2 separate regions of the Zea mays genome follow, and region 1 is linked to region 2. Evidence: chromatin contacts called from public Hi-C data. All regions are on one chromosome and are shown on one strand. The core of a region is the stretch at or near the end of the contact, and the rest is flanking DNA. Distances in the headings are between cores, read along the strand shown. Region 1 overlaps LOC103652327 (alpha-glucosidase 2). Region 2 holds the start of LOC100286186 (xylogalacturonan beta-1,3-xylosyltransferase).

Region 1 (4,552 bases), core at 875-3,374, 50 kb after region 2:
TGGCGCACCGGACTGTCCGGTGCGCCCATCGACGGCAGCCACCCCAACGGTTGTTTTGGTGGTTGGGGGCTATAAATACCCCACAACCACCACCACTTCAACCATCCAAGCATTCACTACTACTCATTCAATACAAGAGCAAAGTGCAACACTCCGAGCACAAATCAAAGCCACCGATCCAATCAAAGTCCCCAATACAATTCTAGTGCATTAGGACTTGTGAGTGGATCACTTGTGTTTCTTGTTGCTCTTGTTTGCTTGGTTGGGCTTTTCTTTTCTTTCTCACTTCTTACTCTCAAGTGCTTTGTAAGCGAGGCAAGAGACACCAATTGTGTGGTAATCCTTGCGGGGTCTAAGTGACCCGTGAGATTAAGGAAGAAGCCTCACTCGGTCTAAGTGACCGTTTGAGAGAGGGAAAGGGTTGAAAGAGACCCGGTCTTTGTGACCACCTCAACGGGGACTAGGTTCTTTAGAACCGAACCTCGGTAAAACAAATCACCGTGTCATCCGCTTTATTTTCTTGGTTGATTTGTTTTCCCCTCTCTCCCGGACTCGGATTTTATTTTAACGCTAATCCCGGCTTGTAGTGTGTTTAAAGTTGTAAATTTCAGTTTCTGCCTATCCACCCCCCTCTAGGCGACTTTCAACGGTGATCATGATCGATGTGTCTGATAGGTCAATCGTAAACCTGAAATTAATCCTTTATTGCTTCAAATGGATGTCAGGGTTAAAAATAAACTTCCATAAAAATGAGGTTTACGTTTTCGAGGCAGCTCAACAAGAAATGGAAAGGATGGCCAATATGATTAATTGTAACCTGGGAGCTTTGCCGTTGAAATACCTAAGCATTCCTATTTCTATTGGTCGTCTAAAACCCTCGGCGTTCGGGCATATTGTGGGAAAGATGGAAAAAAGATTGGACCCTTGGAAAGGGAAACACCTATCTTCCGGGGGAGACTCATTTTGACCAATTCTTGTTTAAGTAGTCTACCGATTTATACTATGGGGTTCTACTTCTTTGGCAAGGTGCCAAAAACTCTAAAAAATACCACATGGAAAAATGGGATAGTTTGACCAGGCCAAAAGACTAAGGTGGTTTCGAAATCACAAACACTCTTCTGATGAACAAATGTTTACTTGTGAAATGGAACTGGAAACTATGACAAGGCTCGGATGATTTATGGTACAAGCTTATTAAAGCTAAATACATGAACATGAATAACTTTTTCCTTTCTAAAAATAAGGGAGTTTCTCAATTCTAGCAAGGTCTTCACAAGGTCAAGCACTTATTTTAATGGGGTGCGACAAACAAACAAAAAATGTGGAAGGGGCCCTTTTTTGGAAAGACATTTGGCTGGGAAGGGTCCCAATTAAAATCAAATATCCTAGATTCTTTGATATCTGCAGGGACAAGGACATTCCTGTTTCTGAATGCTGTGAGGGGGTGAGTGGAGCATAGATCTTGTGAGGCCTCTTACTGATTCTGAATTCTGTTTGTGGGAGGAGCTAAATTTTGAGCTTAGGGAGCACAACATCTCAAGTGATAGACTTAATGTTTTGGGCTCTAGACAATTCCCGCAGATTCACCACAAAATCCCTATATAGATTTAGAACCGATGGAGGTGCCAAAAACTCCGCGTATAAAAAATCTAGAAATACATGGTGCCCTTGATTAAGGTTTTTCTTTGGCAACTTTACAATGGAAAAATCCAAGCGGCCGCAGTGTTAGAAAAAAAGGGATGGAAGGGTAGCACACAATGTTCTCTGTGTGGGGGCAAGGAAACCGTTGATCACATCTTTCTTCAGTGTGTGCTATCGAAATATGTTTGGAGAAGCCTAGAAAATATTTTTGGTTGGGACTGTGTTGCGGTGAGCCTGTTTAACAAATGGGGAGGGGGCAATTCTCAGGCTGCTAGTACCTTTCATTTCTTTATTATGGCTGGGCTGGTTTGGGCCCTTTGGTGTAACAGAAACAAGATGGCAATTAGAAAAAAAATTCCTAACAGCACGTCAGTGGTCATCTACGATGTTGTGTCATTTTTGCAGAGTTAGAGTGTGCTACTCAAGACTGGGAACAGGCGCCGCTGGAGGATATGTTTGCGTGAGCAACAACCGGTTGCGGGACAATGCACTGACATTGGAGTGGTTTGGTTTGAAGATTGAAGACGAGTCCTTTTCATGTCTGGATTGTCTGCTTCGTTTTGTAGACTGGTCTTCTGTCTTTAAGAATTATGCTGTTAGTCGTCATCTGACAACCCCAGTTTTTCTTTCATCTTCTGTTTCCCTGCGAGGAGGCCTACCCTTTCTTGCTTTGCTGTTCCCCAGTGATGTAAACGCTGGTCATAATGCTTTCTTAAAAGCGGAGCTGTTTGCTCGTTTAAAAAAAAAACTGCTAACCACAACCTACGGCTATGACCAGTAGATCGTGCACATAGCCTTATAAAATACTGATTTGGTAGGTACACTGCACTATTTTCATAGTAAAGTTTAAAATAGGTACGAAGATGTATAAACTGCTGGAGCGCAAAGTAACACAGCAAGCGAAGTAGAGACGGTCACAGCATAGACATGGCCCGCTTTCCATTTCAAAACACGTGCCTTGCAACTTGCATTGTGTTGAACTGATTCTCTAGCAAGTAAATGCAAAGGTATAGGTCACATGCTCGGACCAGCAGGTTTCTTCGGGGATCATTGGGGGTGCAAATGGCCAAGCATAGTAAGAGTAGCAGTAGATTACACTCAATAGCAAGTAACAGCTCCACGTAGTGTCAGCTTTCAAGAACATGTTTTCCATATGCTCATGCTTTCCTGGGGTGGTTTTGGCCCCCCAAAATCAGTTCTTCGAGGAGCTAGTTTACAGTATGAGAGTGAACAGGGATGACCACTAACACTCTATAAATGATGCTGAACAGATTGACCAGGAGGTGTTGTCAAAATTTTCATGATTAAGGCAGCAGATGCTACGAATCAAACTATCCCAGTGTTCTGGTTGCAAACCGGGCTAAACAAGCGCCAGCTGCCAGCCCCTCCATTCCAATTGCCATAGCTATCTTCTGCTGTGGTTGTTCGCGATCTATATCTCACCTGTGCAATGTTGGGTAGGACTCCGCCATGATCAGAACAATGAGTGAAGTCCATCCAGTAAATGACCGTGCACCCTTTCCCTTTCCTTTGTCCTTCTGGTCATAGTTTTCCCAGAAGAAACCTGTTGCATCGTAATTCTGCACTATATTCCTGAAAATGTAAAAAAAACCAGGAAGTAGGCGTCAGCAATCTATTAGACAAGCTACAGTTCAGCTAGTTCACTTGGTTTCAACTCGAGAGAAGAATGAACACACCGGATAAGGTTTGATCTTAGCTTGTCATACAATTCCTTTGCCCTGCCGCTATATGGACCATCCTCTACAGGAAAGCAGAATGCTATATCATTATGCCAGCAGAAGGGTTTGCAAAGGGTATAAACTAGGCAATTAAAGAGCTTACTATGTGCATAGTGATGTAGTGCCGAAAGAACCATGTAGTTCATGTTTATCCAAATGGCACCTCTCCAATAAGGGGGGTCATGCTCTGTATTACGCTTCATATATATTGAACTGGACCATGTAAAAATAGATACTTCAGAACCCAGTTGTTGGATGACCAAATAATATAGCTATATAAACCATCTTGAACTACAGTAATAAGGCATTGGGAGCATGAATCAACTTTGACAATTCCATCTAACCACATTGAAGCCCATGACATGCATAAGGCAGGAAAACAATATCATATATGCTTCAGATATCCAAAACTTATGTTTTTGGGAGAAGGGTCGGGGTGGTGGGGGGGGGCATAGAAAAAATAATAGACCTTTTACCTTGTTCTAGAAAGTGATCGAAGGCCATAATCTGTCCACAATATAGATGTGTTAGATATCAGATTGAGCTGCTTCTCAAGAACCCATGATTCCTGATTAGTCAAATGTGATTATTAATTAGGATGGATATCAAAAAACCACTTAAGCGATAAACACAGGGAAGTAAAGAACATACAGGTGGAATAGTCCCCATCATGAATGGGAAGAGGCTGACATAGCCAACATGGGGTACTAACTGCAGCTGAGGGGCTTGTAATGTTCCTCGCAAGAACTCTCGTCTCATATTATTGTTGTCTTTCACATCAAACCATCTCATTCGAACCTACAAAAATAACCTCACAATCAAAGTTGATAACCATGTGTTGCAAACAAAGTGCCAAAGATCAGATGAAGCGCTGCACTGACCTTTTCAGTATGGTTACCATAATCAAAATAAGCACCAATTGTGTCATCCAAGTGTAACTGTAAAAATGCCAATAATTCAATAACTGAATGTAACAAGCAGTAGTCATTGGGTAGTTTGGTTTTTTGAACTAAACCAATATTGTCTCAAAGGCACAATCAGGATTCAGAACATGACCAGTATATAAACTAGAAGAAAACACATGGTTTAAGCCTCTTTTTTTTTTGCAAAATGCGGTGGTAAGGCTTGCCTCCGTTATTTCTTCCCTAGAGCCCACACATGTGGAAGCTGCC
Region 2 (4,567 bases), core at 1,320-3,819:
AGTGAGATAGCTCTCTCACCACTGCATCAAGCCTGCCCTTTAGAAAAAAGAGTGAACTAGACTAACAAATTAAGATAGATCATAGAGAAGGGGAAGAGGGAGTTATTACAATCATAAATCAGTTCCATACATCTTTCCTGACAGTACGGCCTCGAAAGAAAAGCAGTGTATGGCGAGCCTCAAATGGATCAGGTGGATCGTCATCAAGGAAGGAACCCACAACATGCACATATGGTGCCACAACATCTTTCCTCAGGGAAGCCAGTTCCTTTGTGTATCTCCCAAAGTCTGAAACTATAAGAATAGATGCATTCACCATTGCTCGCAGGAATCTGAAAGCATTAGGGTGATGCATAGGAATGACATGGTCACGGCCCGCAGAACGTTGCCAATATTTAGACTTCCAGAGAATATCCACAAGTTCAACCTGCAAGAAAACAATAGCAAGATAAATAAAAAAACAGTTAGATTATTTACATGAAAATCTTTTCCCAATGTTAAAATGGACTACGACATTAGTATATTTTCACAAGGACACTGAATAATAGTACCGATCCTGATTAACTAATAAACAGTAGACGAGTAGCAGACTATTTCTATTTTACTTCTTATCATACATGCCTAGTGTTATGTGTTGGCTAAAAAAACTTGGTGACCGTAAAAAAACAATCTTGGCATAGTGAGATGGCAAAAGTAAAACTTAGGTGACAAGAAAGTAGTGCTATCGTCTTGGAATAAATTTTCTTTGGCTCATGCACAAATTGCATCATCAAATAGCTCAAAAGGAAGCAGCAGGGCATGGATTAAACAGTGTCCTGTTCTTAGTGATGTTGAACAGTAGAACTCTTACCTACTGCTTGTTCTATTATCCTCGTTTAATTCTACAATCATAGCATGAATGGCACCTAAAAACCCGCAGAGGTTGCTAGTAGTCATGCACATCAACCTTACCTTCAGGGCTCTGCAGCCCTCAAGGAGCTACATTCTACATTCGCTGGCCTTAACATATATGAGAAGCATCATCATATCATATACACTAAAGGGTTTCTCCTACAGATCTAACCATATGTGCAAATCCTGTCAACCTTAGCAGCTAAGAAAATATGTGCAAATCCTGTCAACCTTGGCAGAAATAAGAAAATGCACCATTCCCATCTTAATTGATTTGAGTTCTGCAGAAATATCCTTAGCAGTGATCAAGGTTTAGCCACAGAAATCCTAAACTAAGTAAGAGGACATCTGGGAGAGCCCTATTAGTAGAGTGAGACAAAAGATGTCACGTTGTATTACCGAGGAAAGGGGGGCATCTGCCGACCTATCACTCTATTGAGAGGTTCAGAATCTGAAAAGAAGTCAGTTTCTTGATAGCATGTTTGATGGTAACATAACCCCAACTGGCGAGAGAATTGTCAAAATGGCAACAGTTTGTTCCTCTCGGGAATATCTTTGATGTGCTTGTCTGTGTTCAATGGCTCATTGGTTTTTGGTAGTGCTGTGGCTGTTCTATTGGGTGTGTCTGCAGGTTTCACTGGGTAATTTTGGCTGCTTCTTAGTGTCCTAATAAATAGCCAAAATGTCAAATGATAATTCCCCAAAACACGCAATTTGCACAGAGCAGTCTCAATCTGAGCCGAATTAAATGGTAATCAATCGTAGGTCTCCCATGACAGCGCAGAACTATCAACAGCCAATGAGCCAACGGAAAGTAGTAATAATAGTATTTAGGAGTGACAATTTGTACAGAGCTGAGAGTTGTCCCCAAAAAAAAGAAAGACGGAGGCGGCACCTGCAGGAGGCGGTCGGCCTCGGTGTCAGGGTCGGTCATGTTGCGACCGTGCACGTTGAAGCTGAGCGAGGAGAAGAAGGGCACGAAGAAGGCGTCGGCGGCGTCAGGATCCCGCACCCTGACGGCCTCCCTTCCCCGCTCCGGTCCCGCGCCCCCATCCTGGAGCGACGCCATCATCCAGTACTCCACGCTGTGCTGGCGCCTGATCCCGCCCGCGGACGGCGGCCACGCGGGGAACCCCGCGCCGGCGGCGGCCCCCATCATGGCGACGTGGAAGCGCGCAGGCAGGTCGTACATGAAGACGCGGAGCGGCGCGACTGCGGGCGCGCACCTGGCGGAGAAGGGCTTGAGGTCGAGGAGGGTGGCGCGGGTGGCCGCGGAGGAGGTGAGGTAGAGGAAGGCGGAGGGCAGCGCGACGAGGAGCAGCAGGAAGGCCGCGCCCAGCGCCAGCGCGCGGCTGCTCGGCGCCCCCATGGCGCCCGCCAACCCCAACGGCGCCGCGTGGTGGGCACGCCCGTTGGTTGGTGGTTGTGGTGGTTGCGATGAACGGCTGGCTGGGTGGATTTGTGTCCGCTAGCGAATTTGCGATGGACGATGGCGACGGCTCTCTGCGCCTCCACTCTCGCGCTCGTGTGGTTAGTGCTCCGCTTCTGCTTGGACGGCGACCACGCAAGAGATCCAACAGTGCAGAGGGAGAACAGTTTGTGATTCTCCCAGAAGGGAAATTCCTCTGTCTGCTGCGAGATGACAGATGAGGTCGTGCGCACGGAACAGGTTTTGACTTCTTGAGCAGCATTTGTATCGGCACGTTCTTAATTGCAGGTACTGCCAACTTGCAGCCACGATGGCGTGGACGTGCAGTGTCGGTGGCACGCCAGCTGTCTCCAGCAACGTTTTCTATATTCATCCTCTGTATCCGTACTTTACCGTCTCCTCTAAAAGATTACATCATTTATATCTCTTTTCTCTCCAACAACATCCTCTAAATCACACCATTTATACTCAAATATCTATATTAGAGATATTTTTTATTTTTATTTTTTGTACATACGTATTTGTCATCTCTCAAATGTATTAGACATATTTTAGTTTTGCTAAACCGGATATTTAAAGTATTCAAATGTATAGAGCACCGTTTAGAGAAACTCTATATATAGAGAATCCAGCAGCGTCCTCTAAATTTAGAGGACCGTTTAGAGGACGTTGCTGGAGAGCGTAGAGGATCATTTGATCCTCTATATTTAGGGTACAGAACCCTTTAGGGTCCCTTGCTGGAGCTAGCCTTAGAGCCTGTTTGGTTCGGCTTTTTTCTGAAGAGCTTTTCTGAAAAGCTGGTTGTCAGAAAAAGCTGGTTGTGCAGAGAAGCTGATGGTTAGAATCTGGGTGTTTGGTTCGTCTGCTGTGTAGAAAAGCTGGTGGTTAGAATCTGTGTGTTTGGATACGCAGATTCTGAGATTGTAGATTCTGATTCAAAAAAGGAAACAGATAAAAACATCGAACCAACAAGAAGGTCATTACATTAAAAACACTAGAGTTCATTACAACATAACTATCGGTACATTCACTTATTAAACTACGACACTAATGCATTAGCAATTGCATCTCGAAATGCACTCATGTCTAACTCATCAGATGTGCTACTACTACTCTCACCTACGGGTACATCATGAGCAAGGCTAGTAGGTACATGTTGGTCAAAGTCTCGATCGTGTAGAGCACTGTCTCGAATGAAGTTATGCAATGTCATGCAAGCAATAATTATCTTCGATTGTTTCCTAAGAGAAAATGAAGGTAGACTTAGAAGAATTCTCCACTTCATTTTAAGCACCCCAAACGATCGCTCTATAACATTACGTAGGGAAGAGTGTGCAAAGTTGAAAACTTCTTTGCTACCAACAGGTTGCCTCGCATTTTGCCATTCTGAAATGTGGTACTTCTGACCCTTATAAGGTGCAAGGTATCTCTTCCTATTCGGATAACCAGAATCCACAAGATAGTATTTACCTGCACAAACATAAATCTGGACTTCAATACATATGACACAAATTAATAAAGAATGATACAAAAGTAAAAGATAGTTATACATTCTGGTGGATGCGGGAACCTATCCACATACGTTATCAAAGTATCTTGTAAGACTCTAGTGTCATGCACTGAACCTGGCCAACCCGTGACAACAAATGTGAACCTCATATCGAAGTCACAAACGACCATGACATTCTGTGATGCGTAACCGTGACGACCAATATACTTTGCTTGCTCCGTGGCCGGGACAGACGCGGGAAAGTGGCTTCCATCAATGGCTCATATGCAATCCTTGAAATGCGGCCAGTAGGGATGGCAATCCTGCCTGCGGGCACGGATATCCGCGGGTTTCATACCCGATGGGCATGGATACGGGTAAGAAATCTCGCCCACGGGTAAGGATACGGGCAACACTTCTCACCCGCCGGTAATTGACGTATATAAAATTTCGCCCCCGGGTATTACCCGTTACCCGCTTAATTTACTAGCCTGTCAAAATATTGCCCATGTGTTCATTTTATCCTAAAACATTGTGTTGTAATAATTAATTATCTTAAGAGTTTGAGACTTATGTTTATGTTTGTGGATGATCGATCATGTTTGTGGACTTTGAAGTTTGAACTATGTTCCTTGTCATTATATTATATCTGTCAAGTTGTTGATGTTCTTGGTAAAATGAACATGACCACATTCTATGGTATTTTCTGGCGGGTAACGGGTTGTACCCGATATCCGCGGATATCCTGCGGGTACGGG

The links. Hi-C and Micro-C count contacts between places; a contact is called where the count stands out from the background.
Region 1: a contact with region 2 is called in a Hi-C map of leaf, with 5 times the contacts expected there. The contact joins the enhancer-like site here to the promoter of LOC100286186 in region 2. A contact is called at or near these places in 4 of 25 Hi-C or Micro-C datasets (ear, leaf and tassel).

Annotation. Positions count from the first base shown.
Region 1 is chr3:162,252,672-162,257,223 of Zm-B73-REFERENCE-NAM-5.0, forward strand. LOC103652327 (alpha-glucosidase 2) reads right to left here. Exons shown (of 22, transcript XM_020550385.2): 17 at 4,262-4,318; 18 at 4,032-4,178; 19 at 3,857-3,948; 20 at 3,484-3,593; 21 at 3,339-3,402; 22 at 2,612-3,234. The coding sequence ends at 3,081. Among protein-coding and RNA genes, the nearest start is that of LOC103652327, 16 kb to the right of the region's middle. Within about 2 kb of position 2,125, at least 4 of the 20 cell types and tissues checked have an H3K27ac peak or open chromatin away from gene starts, as enhancers often do. A contact at or near this core is called in ear and leaf, where this site is marked.
Region 2 is chr3:162,202,625-162,207,191 of Zm-B73-REFERENCE-NAM-5.0, forward strand. It overlaps LOC100286186 (xylogalacturonan beta-1,3-xylosyltransferase), which reads right to left and starts at 2,570. Exons shown (of 4, transcript NM_001414179.1): 1 at 1,787-2,570; 2 at 131-427. The coding sequence starts at 2,260.